Regions from separate parts of the Zea mays genome. Here region 2 is linked to region 1. A link is a contact called in public Hi-C data. All regions are on one chromosome and are shown on one strand. Each heading gives the region's core, a stretch centred on a gene start, on an enhancer-like site or on the middle of the called end of the contact. The rest is flanking DNA. Distances are from core to core; before and after follow the strand shown.

Evidence for each region. Hi-C and Micro-C count contacts between places; a contact is called where the count stands out from the background.
Region 2: a contact with region 1 is called in a Hi-C map of leaf mesophyll, with 2.3 times the contacts expected there. The contact joins the promoter of LOC100233231 here to the promoter of LOC100382178 in region 1. A contact is called at or near these places in 6 of 25 Hi-C or Micro-C datasets (ear, endosperm, leaf and 1 more).

The regions. Positions count from the first base shown.
Region 1 is chr8:146,754,833-146,759,012 of Zm-B73-REFERENCE-NAM-5.0, reverse strand. It overlaps LOC100382178 (UBP1-associated protein 2C), which reads left to right and starts at 1,892. Exons shown (of 2, transcript NM_001174938.1): 1 at 1,892-3,300. The coding sequence starts at 1,953. The coding sequence ends at 3,299. LOC103636064 (a long non-coding RNA gene) reads left to right here and starts at 392. Exons shown (of 4, transcript XR_002264472.2): 1 at 392-622; 2 at 876-935; 3 at 1,020-1,083; 4 at 1,155-1,442.
Region 2 is chr8:146,919,832-146,924,011 of Zm-B73-REFERENCE-NAM-5.0, reverse strand. It overlaps LOC100233231, which reads left to right and starts at 2,503. Exons shown (of 20, transcript NM_001143882.1): 1 at 2,503-2,647; 2 at 3,041-3,237; 3 at 3,315-3,506; 4 at 3,599-3,653; 5 at 3,759-3,853; 6 at 3,985-4,174. The coding sequence starts at 2,503. It also overlaps the pseudogene LOC109941913.

The sequences.
Region 1 (4,180 bases), core at 643-3,142:
TATGATAAGTAAAACATGTGTATTCCCTCTGCTATACCTTCTTACTTCACTGTCATTTTCTACTAAGACCTTTGGCTCTTGGCACACAAGTCAAACTCATCACTGATATCTTGCACGATTTATTTGATTTTATTTTTGAAATTGACCTCTGCACCCACAAAGATACATTCGTTTTTATGATTCCATATCCACCATGCTACCAAATGATCAACAAATTAAATCCCCTATGATATTCTTGAGACCTTGGTTCCCCTTTCATACGAGTTAGACACACACTTCTTGTATTTTTTTGTAAGTTTACAGATGTTATGTAGCCTTTTGAACATTTATTATAAAACTATGTTCATGATTTGTTGTGTGATCACAAACAACTCTGGGAGTCAAGGACTACGCCACTACCGAGAGCTCTGGGAGGGATATTGCTGGCCAACGGCGGCCAGGCGATCGCCTCCATGGCATGGAAGCTTGAGGGGTCATGTCCATTAGGGAGAGTGGAGGAGATCCGATGAGTCCATTCTCTAGAGTCCAGACTCCAGACTAGGATAGAATAAGGCTGAGGCATCCAGTTTCATCAATTCATCACGTCAGTTACCAGGCGCACGCCACATGGCTGATTACCAAGGTGGGCCTTTCCTATCCTCTTCACACCTTTCTTGAGGCAGTGTCAATCTTTAAATAATCTCGACATATATCTTCTCCTTTCATTTTCTATGCTAGAGTTACCTTCATTCGATATATTTTTTCCTTTTATTTATCTTTGCTTCAAACAAATATATTATTTTCTAAAGTACTGACTTTTTGTGTCCTGTAAAAGTAAAACCTATTTGAATAGTCAAATCTTAGTTGTATCTATAACAAGATGAAAGTGGTGGCAGCCAAGATGAAAGTGGTGGTGGCCGCATCAAAGGAGAAGGTGCAACAAGACGAACCGAAAGGTGAAAAGATTTCTTTTCCCAAATCAACTTGCATCTACCTGTGATTGTTTGTGAACAAGTTTTTTATGCTAATTTTTTATGTAGCTGCTATCTCAGATGTGAAATGTGACAACCCAAAAGAGGAGGGCAATGTGCAGCAAACCAAAAGGTTAGAGGATTTCACTTCCTCAATTTCTTTGGTTACACTGTTTGTTTGATGCTGATTTTGTTATCATGTAGTTGTTGCCTCAAATGTGAAATGTGATGACCTAGAGCAGGAGGAAGATTCCAATAAAAATGGGGAACTGGAGGAGTGTAACAAATGTGTAATTTATTTTTTCCACTCTATATGCTATCTTAGAAGTTTCAAAAGTTCCTTGTTTGTGCGTAATTCAAAATTTACTATTAGTCATTGTTCCTGAACAACCCTTGATTTTATTTCTTGAATGTGCACCTGATTCGTCTAATGGAATCATGGAACCACATGTTGTGCTACTATTTTGGTTAAGAATTACAATGATCTTAAGGCATTTGTTTTGTATGTTGTCTCTTAATTTTGTCTACTTTTTATATTTCATTTTCCATCTGTATTGTTGTGTGCTTATTACAAAATGAAAAATGTATGATACCAACCATTAATATTTTAGGACTCACTAAGCAAAGCCAAAGATAAGTGTTTGAACAACTATCCATCTACCTATGTGATATATAAAACCTGTAACAACGCTTCATCTATGTAATCGTTGTGCACTAAAATTTATCGAATAATTTGTACGCCGTCGCAACGCACGGGTACATACCTAGTAATTTCATAAGAGTTTAGCCCTTTCAGAAGAAAAGTTTACGTCCATATGTAAAAGTCTTTTGTTTATGAAAATCTGGTCTGGGCCCGGCCCATGTGTATACTTTTAGAAATCCTGTCGCCGATCCCTCTTGCTTCCCGTCGTCCTCGTCCCAAGTTCCAACCCCGTGGGCCGCTACATCGCCAAACCCTAACTAGGTTTTTTTCAAGCCTCCCCTTCCCTACCCTCGCCCCCCATGGATCCGTTTTCCAAGAAGCGCAAGCCCGACGACAACGGCGCCGTCACTGCTTCTCCCGCCGGTGGGGCTGCCACGCTGGGTCTCACCCGCGAGGACGTCCTCCGCCTCCTCGAGCCGCTCTCCCGGGACCAGCTTGCGGACATCGCGGCCGCCGCTGCACTCGTCTCGGCGCACGCGCTCGATGCCGTGCGCGCAGCCGCCGACCGCGACCCGGCCCTGCGCAAGCTCTTCATTCGGGGGCTCGGGTGGGAGACCACATCCGACTCGCTCCGCGCCATCTTCTCCGCCTACGGTGACCTGGAGGAGGCCGTCGTCATCACTGACAAATCCACGGGGCGGTCCAAGGGCTACGGCTTCGTCACCTTCCGCCACGCCGATTCCGCCGTCCTCGCACTCAAGGAGCCATCCAAGAAGATCGACGGTCGCATGACTGTCACGCAGCTCGCCGCCGCCGGCTCGGCAGGCGGGCCGTCCGTTGGGGCTCCCGGCAGTGGCGGTGCTCCTGTGGCTGATGTGTCGCTCCGGAAGATCTTCGTTGGGAACGTCCCTGCAGACATGTCGTCGGAGCGTCTCCTTGCGCACTTTGCCTCCTACGGCGAGATTGAGGAGGGGCCGCTGGGATTTGACAAGCAGACGGGCAAGTTCCGGGGCTTTGCACTTTTCGTATATAAGACACCTGAGGGTGCGCAGGCCTCCCTGGTGGACTCGGTGAAGGTAATTGATAGCCACCAGCTTGTATGCAAGCTTGCCATAGATGGGAAGAAGGGGAAGCAGGGGCAATCACAGCAATCTGGACCTGGCAACCAGCAGCAGCAACAGCAACAGCAGATGCTGCCGGGTGGTCCGCAGGAAATTCAGGGAGGCCTGGGGCTTGGTTCACAAATGGGAGCACAGTATGGTGGCCCTGGGAGTGGTATGCCTTCGTTTGGTTTTGGTGGCGTTGGCGGTGGGTTTGGGGGTCCAAACCCTTATGCTAACATGCCATCTTCCATGGGTGGAGGAGGCGCAGGTGGGTTAGGGTCGGTGGGAGGCCAGGTGCCCACTGGGTTGGCTGGTGCTGGTGGATTTGGGCCTGGGGGATTGGGTGGTGGCTCATTTGGGGGATCATCTCAGTTTGGTGCTGCTGGGATGGGGGCATATGGTGGCCTTGGAATGGGTGGAGGCTCCATGTACCGCATGCAACAGGGAGCAGGTGGGCTGCCTGCAGGCGCATTTGGTGAAGGAGGAAACTACCCTCTTCCAGGTTCTGGTTTCCGAGGCCACGACCCTCAAGGTGGAATGTCTCCTCCTGGGCCAGGTGGCAGGGCTCCTCCTATGTATCCCAACGTGCCACCTTATTTCTAAGGTAATCATTTACACCGCTTCCATATGTTCTTAATTTTATTTATAGCTTAATTACTGTTCCAGTATGATGCTTTGAAACCTGGATGTGTTGTGGAACATGCATTGATTGATAGATGATTTTCTTTAGCTTCTCTTGGATGAATTTGAGTACTTGACTAATGTATTTGCCAATTATGTTGGTAGAGTTCTTTTTTCTTTGCTTTTGATGATGGGAAATCAAATATTTTCATTGATTAAGTTCAAATGATTTGTAAGCGATTTAAGGCCTTTGTGGCACTAACTAGTGATCGGCTGATTAGTGTTTACTTATCCCGATTTTATTGGTTTTCTTGGTCACTGAAGTCAAATTCTTTCACTGAAGTTCTGATGATGCTTTGTATAAGACTTGAGATAATTACAGTATTAATGCAGTTGATTGCTGGGCATAGTTTCAAGGTTGTTAACTGTGAATGTGTCAACGTAATAGACCTTAGATTCCATACTGTAGTTGCCATTATTTCATAATGTGTTCTCCTGCTCTGGAACTTTTTCTTTGGTGTATGGGTCTATCATTGGATTTGCCTTGGTAGTGTGGAAGGTACTCTAAGCATAGCTTAACTCTTTGGTGGTCAGTGTCTGAGGCAACACCCATCATTTTCCATGGAGTTTCTTTTGTTGTTCATGTGACAAATTTATTCATTCGCCCTTGTTACTTGCGCATGTGCCTGTTGGATTCTAATTTGTTGTCTTATCTTGTTGCTTGGGATCATCAAGATTTGTTATTCTTGGTAGATTTTATCATGATGATGACCGATAATGTGTATCTGCCTTGGCTATTTACTTGATCTTAGTATATCACTTGCTAATATGTACTTGATGCTAGATGTTTGTTGACATCTGAG
Region 2 (4,180 bases), core at 1,254-3,753, 160 kb before region 1:
GTGAAACCCCAGGGATATCAGATTTTGTTATCTGCCCCGACCAAAGCTGACGGATGGAGAGGGGGACAGGCGGCCAGCGCAGCGATAATGTCGAAGGAGAAGGACGGCGAGAGGCCTTGCGGAGTGGAGGGAGGTGAGGTGGTCAAACTGCTTCTACCGGCTCTAGACTCTAGAGATATGCAGGTGGATTATAAAGCACAGCGAGGGGAGAGATGTGATATCCTGGCCCCTGGGATGGCGATTTCCTGGCCCAAGGCTTAATATAATTAATAGTGTAATCATATCAACAAGGTGCATCTTCTTTTTCAGAAGACTATCTCAAAAGAACCTCCAAGTTAAGCGTGCTTGGCTTGGAGCAATTCGGGATGGGTGACCGACCGAGAAGTTTTCTCGGGTGCGCATGAGTGAGGACAAAGTGCGCACAAAAAAGACTTGTGTTGGTCTTTGAGGATGATATATGATCCTAGAGAGCTGCCAGGAGTAAGTACCGTTGGTCCAGAGATTGGATGGGGTGTTACAAGTGGTATCAGAGCCGAATCTCGAGGTTTCACGGGCGTGTGTGGGCTAGGGGGTTCGGGTATATGGCACATGGCGCATGTGGGCCCGGATTGGTCACATGGCATGACATATGACGACACTAGACACACATACGTGGCTAAGAGGGGAGGTTCCTGGATTGGGGATGATCGACGAGGACGTCGGTCTTCTAAAGGGGGTGGATTGTGATATCCTGGCCCCTGGGATGGTGATTCCTGGCCCAAGGCTTAATAGAATTAACAGTGTAATCATATCAACAAGGTGCATCTTCTTTTTTGGAAGACTATCTCGAAAGAACCTCCAAGTTAAGCGTGCTTGGCTTGGAGCAATTTGAGTTGGGTGACCGTCCGGGAAGTTTTCTCGGGTGCGTATGAGTGGGGACAAAGTGCGCACAAAAGACTTGTGTTGGTCTATGAGGATGTTATATGATCTTAGAGAGCTGTCAGGAGTAAGTACCGCCGGTCCAGGGATTGAACGGAGTGTTACAAGAGAAACACGAGATAGGATTAGCGGCGGGGCGTGTTTTCGTGCTCCTCGCGGCGTTTTAACTCGTGTGGCTAAGTAAATCGGGGACGCCAGGCTTCCATTTCGTGAAACGAGGAAGCGGGGAAATTTCACCTCCTCTGCCGGTCTCTCTTTGCACGGTTGTTATTCCTATTTGGCTATATGAGGATTTGGCATCGTTTTCGTATTTGAGGAGTGCCCTTTTCATATTGGTTGACGCCCACCAACAGCTCCCACCGCTCGAGTCCTCGACATAAAAATGGTTGTTCAACGAATGTTGACAACAACACCATTGGTTAATAATGGAAAGTTCGACACCCAATCATAGCCTAATCAATTGCTCACCCCATGTCTATGTTATAAGTCGTTTAGAACAACGACACAATATTCAAAATATAGACTTCACACTTTTTATAAATTTTTCAAAAAAGAAATCTTAGTTTATTTATACTTTTGTAAAATTATTTTAAAGACAAATTGGTGCAAATGGCTCCTAGAGTTGAAAACTAAATAACAAAATAGTTATTTGCGTTAAAAGTTTTATAAATTTAACTTAAATTTTGTTCAAAACGATGTAGCCTTACAACATTTCAGAGCTTACGATAAGAAACAAAGATTTAGATTTTTTTGCACCTCGTTATCCTAATAAGTTTTACTTAAATAGTCCTAGCTCGTTTTAGTTATACTAAAAGCAACATGTAAACAAAGCTTCCAAACGTCCGTGTGATATGCAAGTATAAATAATTGAAAATTAACATGTGCCTGATTGAATGCCGTCGTATTGCACGGGCATCGTACTAGTATATATATTAGTATAAATATGAGTGTTCGTCGACCTACGTTTCTATCTGACTCTGAATTCTCTAGTATTCTTGGAGTCTGTTTGGTTGGGCTGTGGCTGTGAAAAAAGTTGCTGTGGGCTGTGAGCTGTGGAAAAAGCTGCTGTAGGCTGTAAACTGTTAAACAGCTAAAAACCGTTTGGTGGAAACCAATAAAAGTCGTCAAAAATTCTTCGATATATGTTTTCACAGTTTCATCCGAAAAGCCACTAAAAGCAGGTCCAGGGGTGCTTTCAGATTTGCACTACGAGAAAGTCGGCTTTTAAAAAAAGCTGCTTCTTAGATCCAGCCCTTTGGTTGGCTTTTGGCTTTTAGAGGGCAAAAGCCAAAGCCAAAAGTCAAACCAAACACACCCTTGGTACTTCGGCGTAGTGATGATTCTTTTATAGGTGAAATTTATTATCAAATTTATTAGCAGCGTAAATAATCTCCCCACGGTCTGCCTTCGTGGTCTTTTACGACTTCACGGAACGTTTCTGAGTTGTATACACGCCAAAGCAACTTCCAATCTCCAAAGGATAGTCTTCCTCCGAACCCGGGGGGCAAACTAGAAAATAAAAACTAGAAACGAAGTGTAGCGCCGCTCGCCTTGCCGGCGGAGGGAAGACGGAAGACGAGAGGTATGGCGGGTGCCGGTGCGATGGGCTTCCCACGGGAGCTGATGGTTCAGCGTATACAGAGCTTAGTGGAGGAGGGGTTCTGGGACGCGCTCCGCCGCCACAAGCTCGACGTCCTCGGCACCGACGACTCCCCCATCCCAATCACCGGTCCGCTCGCCCACAACCCCCTCTCCTCGCTGTTTGTTGGTAGAATTCGCGATTTATGGCAGGGAATGAAAGCTGATCCCATACATTTCCGCGCCCCGCTTACGTAATTCCGTAGAGCCCAACCCGCCTCAGTTGCTTGCCGGTCACGAACTCACGATCCAAGTTTGTTTGGTTGTTGAGTGGGTTCGCCAGAGCATGATTGCTAATTACTCTTTGCGCTCTGCTGTGTATACTCTTAAAATGATTTTTTTACTCGAAAGATGAACTGTTGAGATTCATCTGAAGAAATTCCCAACACAGAATTTCAGTTTTTGTGTTTTTCTTTAATTTTATAGACAGTGAGCTAGACTAGAGATCTATGGATGAGCTAGACAGTTTCTTTTGAAATATCAGGTTATTATACTCCGCGCCAGCGTCGCCCGATGGCAAGCTTCTTCAACCTACGGTCCGGATCATTGGTGCCACCATCTCACAGTTCTGTTGGCGACAGGAACAATTGCCCAGTTCCAGGGACCCTCATAAACACTAATAACATGAGGGGATTTGAAAACCTAGATAGAGAACAACTTCTGAAAGCAGAAGCAAAGAAGGTATGGTTGCCATGGATTTTGCTATTTTTTACACATTTCCTTTTACTTGTCTGGTTCTGATTTGTATGTGGGCCCAGATCTTGCATGACATTGTGTCTGGTAAAGTAGAAGAGGATCCTTCTGTTCTACTTAGATTCCTTGTGACATCATTTGCTGATTTGAAGAATTGGAAGGTCTATTACAATGTTGCATTCCCCTCATTGGTTTTCAACTCAAGAATCACCTTGCTCAGCCTGCAACCTGCCTCAAAAGTGCTCACCAAAGAAGAGGTCATGTTCATGTGCACCTAGTATTCAACAACACTAGTTCCCTTGTTTGATTTACTCAGTTGGTTCTGAAATCTGTTGATTTGTTCCTGCAGGCAGCATCCATGTATACATCATTGCAAAAGTGGCGTACTTCTAGTGAAACAACAGGTTTGAGAACCATGCTTAACAGCAAGTGCATATGGTTGACACATTAGTTTGTTCTGTTGATCTGATTTTCTAATTCATTGTTGCAATGGATTAACATCTCTGCAGTTATTCCATTCTTTCTGGTTAGTATATCCTCAGATTCCTCTGCCTCTATAAGACAACTTAAGGAATGGAAAGCTTGCCAGGGGAACTATCAAAAGGTATGTTTGTGCCATCCATTTGGTCATCTAGACTAGCTGAAGTTTGATAAATCGTTTAGAAGAATATCCGTTTTTTACCCTTCTTCATGTCTATCTTTGTGTGGAGTAAATTCATTGCTTTTTTGTTGCAGCTGCTATTTGGATTTTATGACCATGGATGCCGCTCAGATTGCCCTGGCTGGGTTCTTAGAAACTATGTTGCCTTTCTGAGCATCCGATGGAAGATTGAGAAAGCCCAGATTTTCTGCTACCGTGAATATAAAGGGAACCCTGATCTAGAACAGTCCCTCATTGGTGAAGCATCATTTCCATCACCTTATGGTATAA